Regions from separate parts of the Macaca mulatta genome. Here region 1 is linked to region 2. Evidence: chromatin contacts called from public Hi-C data. All regions are on one chromosome and are shown on one strand. The core of a region is the stretch at or near the end of the contact, and the rest is flanking DNA. Distances in the headings are between cores, read along the strand shown.

Region 1 (4,200 bases), core at 155-2,654, 110 kb before region 2:
CAGCTCCCTGACTTCCCTTTTAAAAAGCATTTACTAAAAAGGGCTCACAACTACGAATCCTCCTCCGTTCCTTTGAGATGTGTTTGTACCTCTTACAATTCAGGAGTGTCTTCCTTAAGGACCTGGAAGCCAATGCTCTGAAATGTAACCAGGAAGGACTGGGCCTGACTCCCGGTCTCTGTGGGAGGATCCTATTTTATCTCAGATAATTCCAAGATAGGAGACAGAGCTGGCCTACTTGCATTTATGCAGTGACCAGCCCTTTGTAATTTTTCACCTCCCTGACTCTACTTGAGCCCTCTCTTCCCACTCCCTACTTCTCCCTTTAAAACTCGCAATCATCTCGGTGAAAATAGGAATGGAGCTCAGCCTTTCCCCCGTCAGTAGTTGCGGAATAAAATCCTTTTTCAGCGCTTTAATGTCCAGCTTCCTGTATCTCTGACATTGGTAGGTACATATTAAAACTCAGCTGGGCGCGATAGCTCGCGCCCATAGTCCCAGCTACTCCGGAGGCTGAGGCAGAAGGATCCCTTGAGCCCAGGAGTTGGAGGCTGCAGCGAGCTATGATCGCGCCACTGCACTCCAGCCTGGGCACAGCGAGACCTCCGTCTCTAAATTAGAGGATTAAAAGCACACACACATAAAACCCCAGATCACTATCAAGACGGGCCTATAAATCTTAGAAGCTTGTCTTACAGGGCCATATGCTCAAAAGCTTAGGAAAACTCTCCAGTGATCCCCCGCTAAACCTCATCCCCTCTTCTCTTCCCCCAAGGGTCCCGCTACTTCCTGCTTTCCCCGATTCCTAAATCCACCTCTCCCTAAGTGTCCTACGTCGAAGTCTCTACTTTCCAGGATGCTGAACTTCACCAAACGGAAGCTTACCCTCTTCCACGTTTGGGCTTTTTTCTACTTATCCCTGTCCCCTCAATTTTCGAGTTTCCTCATCAACCCCACTTCCCTTTCCCTGACGCTCCGGGTCTAGATTTCCTCCTGGCCGCCCCTAGTTTCCCACTCCGACCTCGGCTTCCTCCGCAAGCCGAGCGCCCCTTCCCTCCGCACTTCACTCGGAAGCCCTGCGCCCCTTTCCGGGAGCGGCGGCCGGTGAGGGGTGCGCGGGACTCGGGCCGCGCCCTAGTCGGCCATTTCGCACACTCGGGGCGCGCCCGGCGGGCTGGGCGCGCGAGGCCTGTCCTGGAGCGCAGGAGTTGAGGGGCTGAAGACCGGGCCGCCCCCGCCGCCGGGGCGGGAACTCACCTTCTCTGAGGCAGGGGCGGGCGTCTACAACTACTGTCCCCCGCCCCGCCAACGCCGCCAGCCAGGGGATAAGCCGCGGTGGAGGTGGCGGAGAGGCAGGAACAACCGCTGCCGCTGCCGCCGCCTCCGCCGCCGAGCAGGCGGGATGGGAGGAGGAGGCGGAGACCCGGCTTCCTGAGGGGAAGTCGCCGCCACTACCGGCTTATGACTGGACAGCGCAGACGCCATGGCGGCGAGGCGCGCTAGTGCGCTTGCGCTGCGAGCCCAACGCCCAGGAAGCCCCTTGAGCCCCGCCTTGCTGCTTGCTTCGCCCACTGGGCCTGGCAGTTCCCGGCGCGGTTCTAACGTCTTGCTGGAGCGACTGGTTTTGATCCTGTCCCTCTGCCCTCCTTTCGGGGGCAAAGAAAAGTTCGTGGGGCCGCTCGCCTTGGGAGAAGGAGTATAAAGCCAACTGAGTGAAAAAAAAAAAAAGTCTGGAAATTTACAGTTCCACCCCCAAATATCTTAAAAATACATGATCTGTTGCCTTATCAACCCCCAAATATAGGTTCGTGTACCAAATGGGCAGTAAGCCAAAACTGACACATTCAGTGCTTAGGAGCGGGGGAAGGTTTATTCCATTTGGCCAAAGTGAGAGAGCGGGAGAAGTCTCTCAGATACTGACATGCCTTTGAACGTAACGGGGGGGCTTTTATGAGTAAGGTAAGAATAAAGAGGGTGGGATCCCCCGTGATCAAAGTGTTTCCTCCCTGGGACTCTAGGTCTCATCTGCCCCATCAGATGATGCCCCATCTGGACCATCAAGGAGGTCTGCGTGACCTAAGAGTCATCGTTGTTTTGTTTGTGATAGGGTCTTGTGCTATGGCCCAGGCTGGAGTGCAGTGGTACGATCACCGCTCACTGCAGCCTCGACCTCCTGGGCTCAAGTGATCCTCTCACCTCAGCCTCCCAAGTAGTTGGGACTGCAGGCAGGCACATACGCCTGGGTGATTTTCGTTCATTTTTTATAGAGATTGGGCAGGGGGTGGGAATGTCTCACTATATTGCCCAGGCTGGTCTCGAACTTCTGGGCTCAAGTGATCCACTCACCTCAGCCTCCCAAAGGGCTGGGATTACCAGTGTGAGCCACCGTGCTAGGTCCATTGTTCTTTAAAAGAAAAACAAATTCATCAGTCTTGCCTGCAGCTCTGGGGTTAGGTTATGAAGTTAATCAATTCCTAGTGACTACCCTCTACTGAAATGACTACGTGCAAGCAAGCCTGCATGGAGGAAGAAAAGGACGAAGAAAAGGAAAATAAGTAAAACAAAACATTTTATGATCTATACAATAAAGCCTCAGTTATAATCTCTCTTTCCTTTATTATGTCCTAATTACACAGAGTAGATTAAGCACAATCGTTTGTCATGGTACGTTGTCATCACTGGTCCATAAATGACCTTTTTCTCCCTCTTGCTCTTTCAGTATATACATCTATAATATATATTATACACACAAATATATATGTATGTATATATCTCATCATCTCATCCCGTTTCCCAGAGAAATCACTAACCTAGTTTGTATTCATCATTTCCTTTCTCTATGTATTATCATACATAGGCATGGCTGAAACACATTTAGATTGTTTTTAAACTTTATAAGATTTACACCTTTATGAGTATGCTGGGGGGTGTTGTTCATTTCACTTAATATTTTGAATTTCGTCTAAGCTGTTGAAGACAGCTGTAATTTGTTCATTTCACTGCCGGACAGAACTCCACTGATTTTCCTGTTGATGGGCACATCTCCTGGTATACTGTGGAAGAGTTTTTTTTGGGTATTCTCTACTTTCCTGTCACATTGCCGTTGCCTTATTTCAGATTCTCATCATCTCTTGCTAGAAACATGCTAACATCTCCCTCTGACTTCACCTACTCCAGGCTACTCCCCATATTGCTGTCAAAGGGTTCTATCTAAAAGTCATTACTGGCTCCCCAGTGTCTGTTGGAAAAGGTCAAACTGAGTACTATGAGGCTTCTGTGCACCACCTCCCTGATCTCATTATCTTTCCACTGCCCTTACATCCCCACCCTGCTATTACCTGTGATTCAGCAACATTAAACCTATACTGATTCCTGTAAATACCACAGTGTTGCAAAACTCAACTCGCAGTACTGTATACACTTCTCCCTCTTTCTGGAATGCCCTCCGCTCCACTTCCTCATGAATTCCTCTTTCCCTCAGAAATAAATACTATTCTAAATTCAGCATTTTTCATTTCCATGTATTTCTTTATAATTTTACTACATATGTATGTACCCCTAAGTAACATGAAATATTGCATTGCATGGTTTAAAACTTTACGTGTTACTATACATACTGTTTATTCCTCTGCGATGTTTTTTATGTGCCCTCTTTTATATTAACTCATGCTGATATGTGAGGTTCTCATTCACTTTCACAGTTCAATAATATTCCATTTTATGAATGTACCACTACTTACCCTTTCTCCTAGACGTTTTTGATAGACACTGGGTTTGTTTCCTATTTTTGCTCCTCCAGTTGTTGCTGCTTTAACGTTCTTGTGCAGTCTCCTTATGCACCTGGAGCAGAGTTTCTCCAGGTTTTATACTTTGGAGATGTTTTTCACAAGGAGGCCTCAGATATACTTCTTACTTCTGTGAACCTCCATTTTTTTCATCTTCAAAATGGCCACAATATCCACCTCAAAGGGTGCCATGAAACTTGTGGTAACATAAGCAAAGAACAATGTCACACATTGGAAGAGATGTTGCTGTTAGAATAGCTTTCAAATGTATATGAAACACTGGGACATAAAACACAGTAGTCTGGTGCCGGAATGGTAAAGAGAAGTATACTACTTATGTATCTGTAGCTCCTGCAATAGTCGCCCAATTATAGTTGTTGCACATATCATGCTGTTTCTTGGCCTTCATGTCTCT
Region 2 (4,139 bases), core at 280-2,779:
TTCCCTTCTCTGCGGCTGTCCTGTTCTTTATGTCTCAGGCAGAGATTCCTAATGAACCCTGTTGTTCCCGGAGCATTTTGCTCCTCTCTTTTCTGGGGAGTCAAAACTACAATTCAGAGAGCAGTTTCTGGCCACTCCTCCTGCCCATAGAATCGCAAAGGCCTGCAGGCCTGTGTAACTGTGGCAGAGAGCTTGTGGGAGAGGTCCGTGGAAGGTGCATCTGTCCTCATGCAGACTCTACTGGTTGAGTCTGTAGCACACGCTGTAACACACACGAGTGCTGTAACACACGCTGCTGAATCTTATTTTTGCCATGGGCCTCAGTTTCCCTGGCCTCTGAGTGATTAAGTACACCTGATAGAGGGGATGAAAACCCTTTGGGGGTCCCTGCCTGGCCTATACCCGTCTCTCTTGGAATGTCCCCTCTGACCCTTGTGTGAACTCTGTGACAAGTCCTCAGCCCCAGCTTGGGACAAGAAGGCCAATCCCATTAGCTGAGCAGTGACCAGTCTCTCTCTCCTTCTCTCTTTCCAGAATCTGAGATCCACCCAGACTAGGGTCAATCCATGGTAGGTGCATGCACCTGTGTGGACATGTCAAGAGGGCACCATGTATGGGCCGAATTTTGGAGAACAGGTAAGTTGAGTAAGCAGAAACCACAAGTGTAGGAGGATGTCAGAGATAGGAGGAAGAAATAGGCAGAAACAGGCAACACGAGAGGGTCGCTGGAGGCCCAGATGGGACTGCCAGAGTGACCTGGCCCACTCAGAACTAAACCTTTGCCTGAACCTCTCTGGTCTACCTCCTCTAATTTTGCTTCAGTGGGTGGCCCCAGGAGCTAAATGTGAATCCAGGGGCATTTGGGCTTATCTAGAGGGCGTTTTTGTTGTTGTTGCTGTTTTGTTTTTCCTTCAAGTTCTTGCCTTTTTGTTTCTCTTAAAAAATGAATGGGGGTGACGGGCTTTTATCCTAGAATAGACCTATGCTTAATAAAAAGTGTTTCTCAAAAAATATAAAGAATTTTCATACCCCCCAAAACCACTGAAATTTTTTTATAAAGAATTTTCGGAATTGAGCCGATGTCACCAATCTGGTGGGTTCTGAAATCCTAACAGACTAACCGCAGGTTGAGAACCAAGGCTCTCATGCTCTCCAGCTCTCTGATGCTGCAGATGAGAGACAAGAATCCTAAAGGAACGCAGGGCCTTTCTTCTTCGCACCTTGCAGTCCATTTTCTAAACTGAAAAATGAGGTTTGGTGGGACTCACAGCCCTGCAACGAAGATTCTGAAGCCGAATGTGAATAAAGCGTTTACTAAAGCGCCTTAAAAAACGGGCCGCGGGAGGGGCACAGGGCTTCTCCCTGGTGATACTTCCCTGATCCCGCACCGCGGCCCACGCGCTGTCCTCCGCGCTCCGCCCTCCGCTCCCCACCGCTCCCCACCGCTCCCCACCCCACCCCACCCCACCCCCAGGTCCTTCCCTCCCCGGAGCTGAGAACCATAGCTCCGGCCCCGACCGGAAGCCCCACCCCACCGCCGGGGACGCGGCCTCGGGAGTGCTCACGTTGGCAGCCCGGGCATCCCCGCTGCGCTCCGCTCCCCGTACCGGTAACCCGCGCCAACCTTGCCGCCCACCCGGGGTCGTAGCGGGCGAGATTTCCGAGCTCCGGACGCTCTTGCGGCTCTGCTCAGCCCTGACTCCAGCAGGCCCGCGTCGGCTGCCCCGCCCGTTTCTGGAACCTTTGGTTCCGGCGCTCGGACTTGGGGGAACTTAGGAGGGTGGTGGTGGGGTTTCTGATGCTTTGCGTTTTCTGCGGGGTTTGGGCAGTCAATGGAGAAACGCGGAACAGAAGTCCGTGGTGTTTTCAGGGACAGGGAGTGGAACCTCAGGCGCCTGCGAGCCCCCTGAGGGTTTAGGCGGCCCTCCTTGGCGGGATGACTGGCGCCGGTAGGCTGAGAGAGCCCGGGGCCTGCCTCCACCCCTAGGGGTGCCGTAGGCTCCTGGGGTCCGAGTCTCCGCCCTGCCCCACCGCTTCTCACAAAACCCCTCCACCTCCCTGAGGAGCGCCCGTCTACCCACCTTCTGGTTCCCAGCCTTCGGGCCGCTCCTATTTACCATAGTGTTTATTTATCCTGGTTATCGGTCAGAGTTTTTCTGACCTTCTCTACTCTGGAATAGGGTCCAGAGGAGTCGTGAGGGAAAATTATTAGAATATAAAATCCCAGGAGTCACGTAGTCCGGGTCTGCGTCCCATGCTTGAAGGCCCCACAGAGCAGCCCAACAAACAGCACTTGGTTTTCTTCTTCAACCTCGCCACCTCCTGTGGTTGCTGTTTCCGCCTCTGGCTTACATTGAACCCAACCATGTGTATTTCTCTTTAGCTTTGCTCCATTGGCACGGGAATGCTGCCCCTGGAGGGCATTGGACAGAACAGAGACAGTCCTGTTGCGTGAGGGGCATGGGTCTGTGCTAATGAGGCCAGCTCCTTCCATGACCTGCTCAGAGCCCCGCGCCAGCCCCTCTGTCCTCTGTTGCTGGACAGTTGGTCCATATCCTCCTTCCCAGTGCCCCAGGTGTGATATTCCTTCCACCCAGGGAAGGGCATTCCAAAAATTCTTTTGCTGTACCTTACTGCCCTGCTTGCTCCTGCCCTCACTCCTGCGACGGGTTCTTTGGGCTAAGGCGTAGCATTTAAGTCTGGTCCTATGAAGGCCGTCTTTCTGTTATGCCAGGGTCTTGGGCAGTTTGCGTTGGCTCTAACTCTTACTACAGAATTGCAGAAATTCCTCTCTTTATTGAGCACCGCTAACACCTGCCCCCCAACCCTGGTTCTGTTTTGTGAAATACTGTCTGCTTTGCTTATCCACTGCAGTTAACTTTTGGAGTTAGCCAGATTTCATCTCTTTGACATGGACTTCCACATGGGGTGACCTTGTGTCCTAGGTTGCCAGAGACAGTTCTGGCTTATACCATTGTCCCAGCATAATCACTTTCAAAAGATTCATGGTTTGTATGATCAAGCTTGTCTCTGTCTCTAAGTTAGATACACTTATATTTGTAGGTAAGAGAGTGGCATGTGGCAGCCCACGTGAGACTTGCACTTGGGCCCATAGATGTCAGAGCCACAGACTAGGAAATGAGAATTCCTCCAGGTCAGTGCTCATAGGCCTCATGTAGGTAGAGAGCTTTGGGTGGCTTTGCCCTTAGAGGGCAGGGGTTCCCTTCCCACCCTGGCACAGAAAGTCCAAACTAATACTGAGGGCTATGTCTTGTCAAATTCATCCCCAGAGTTACTCTGGGGCTTCGAAGCCAGTGCCCCTAAATTCACTGTCATGATCCAGAGGAAGGTGTTCAGAGTTCAAGCCCAGCTCCTTGACATGGCATCTGTGGAAGTGTGACCAGAGTTAGGCCTAAGGTGCCCTGGGCTTCCCCAGGAACCAGAGAACTCAGTCCATGCAGGGCCAGTTAGTTTTAAAGACTGCATGTCAGCACTTGTAACTGTCATAGGATTAGGCTAAGAGGGAGAACACTGGTTATCCACTAGGATGACCAACCATCTTAGTTTGCCTGGGATTGAGCGGTTTCCTAGGACATGGGACTTGCAGTTTTAAGACCAGAAAACTCCTGGGCGAACTGGGATAAGTTGGTCACCCTCTTCTCAACCCTGGCTGCATGTTAGACTCTCTTGAGGAGCCTCTTATTTAGAGTCTAATTTAATTGATTCAGGTAGTTTTTTTTTTTTTTTTTTTTTTTTTTTTTTTAACGCTCTCAAGTTGATGCCAACAGGCTACCAGAGTTGAGAACTACTAGGCTGTAGACAGTGTTTCCAATAACCATTGAAGGTGTTTGGTTTTTGAGCAGAAGTGGTTCCAGACATCCCTGACAGGGGTGTATAACTCTGTGTGTTGGCCTTTTACCTTAGCAAGAGAGGTATCAAGCTGGTAGTTGCCTACTATTGCTATTATCTGTCCCCACCCCCAGGCCGCCTTTCTCACTGGTGAGGACCAAGCTTTCTCTTTTCCAGGCATGCTCCGATACCTTCTCCCTCAAGACAGGAGGTCAGTGGAATAGCCTCATTTTGATTGATGGAATCATGATTTACACGGTTGCAGATGAAGCTGGCATGAGACTTGAGAC

The links. Hi-C and Micro-C count contacts between places; a contact is called where the count stands out from the background.
Region 1: a Hi-C map of liver shows a contact between it and region 2, with 2.6 times the contacts expected there. The contact joins the promoter of KRCC1 here to the promoter of THNSL2 in region 2. A contact is called at or near these places in 3 of 14 Hi-C or Micro-C datasets (cortical neurons, fetal cortex germinal zone and liver).

The regions. Positions count from the first base shown.
Region 1 is chr13:26,103,674-26,107,873 of T2T-MMU8v2.0, reverse strand. KRCC1 (lysine rich coiled-coil 1) reads right to left here and starts at 1,404. Exons shown (of 4, transcript XM_028832319.2): 1 at 1,258-1,404.
Region 2 is chr13:25,991,082-25,995,220 of T2T-MMU8v2.0, reverse strand. It overlaps THNSL2 (threonine synthase like 2), which reads left to right and starts at 1,529. Exons shown (of 10, transcript XM_077959068.1): 1 at 1,529-1,609; 2 at 2,384-2,575.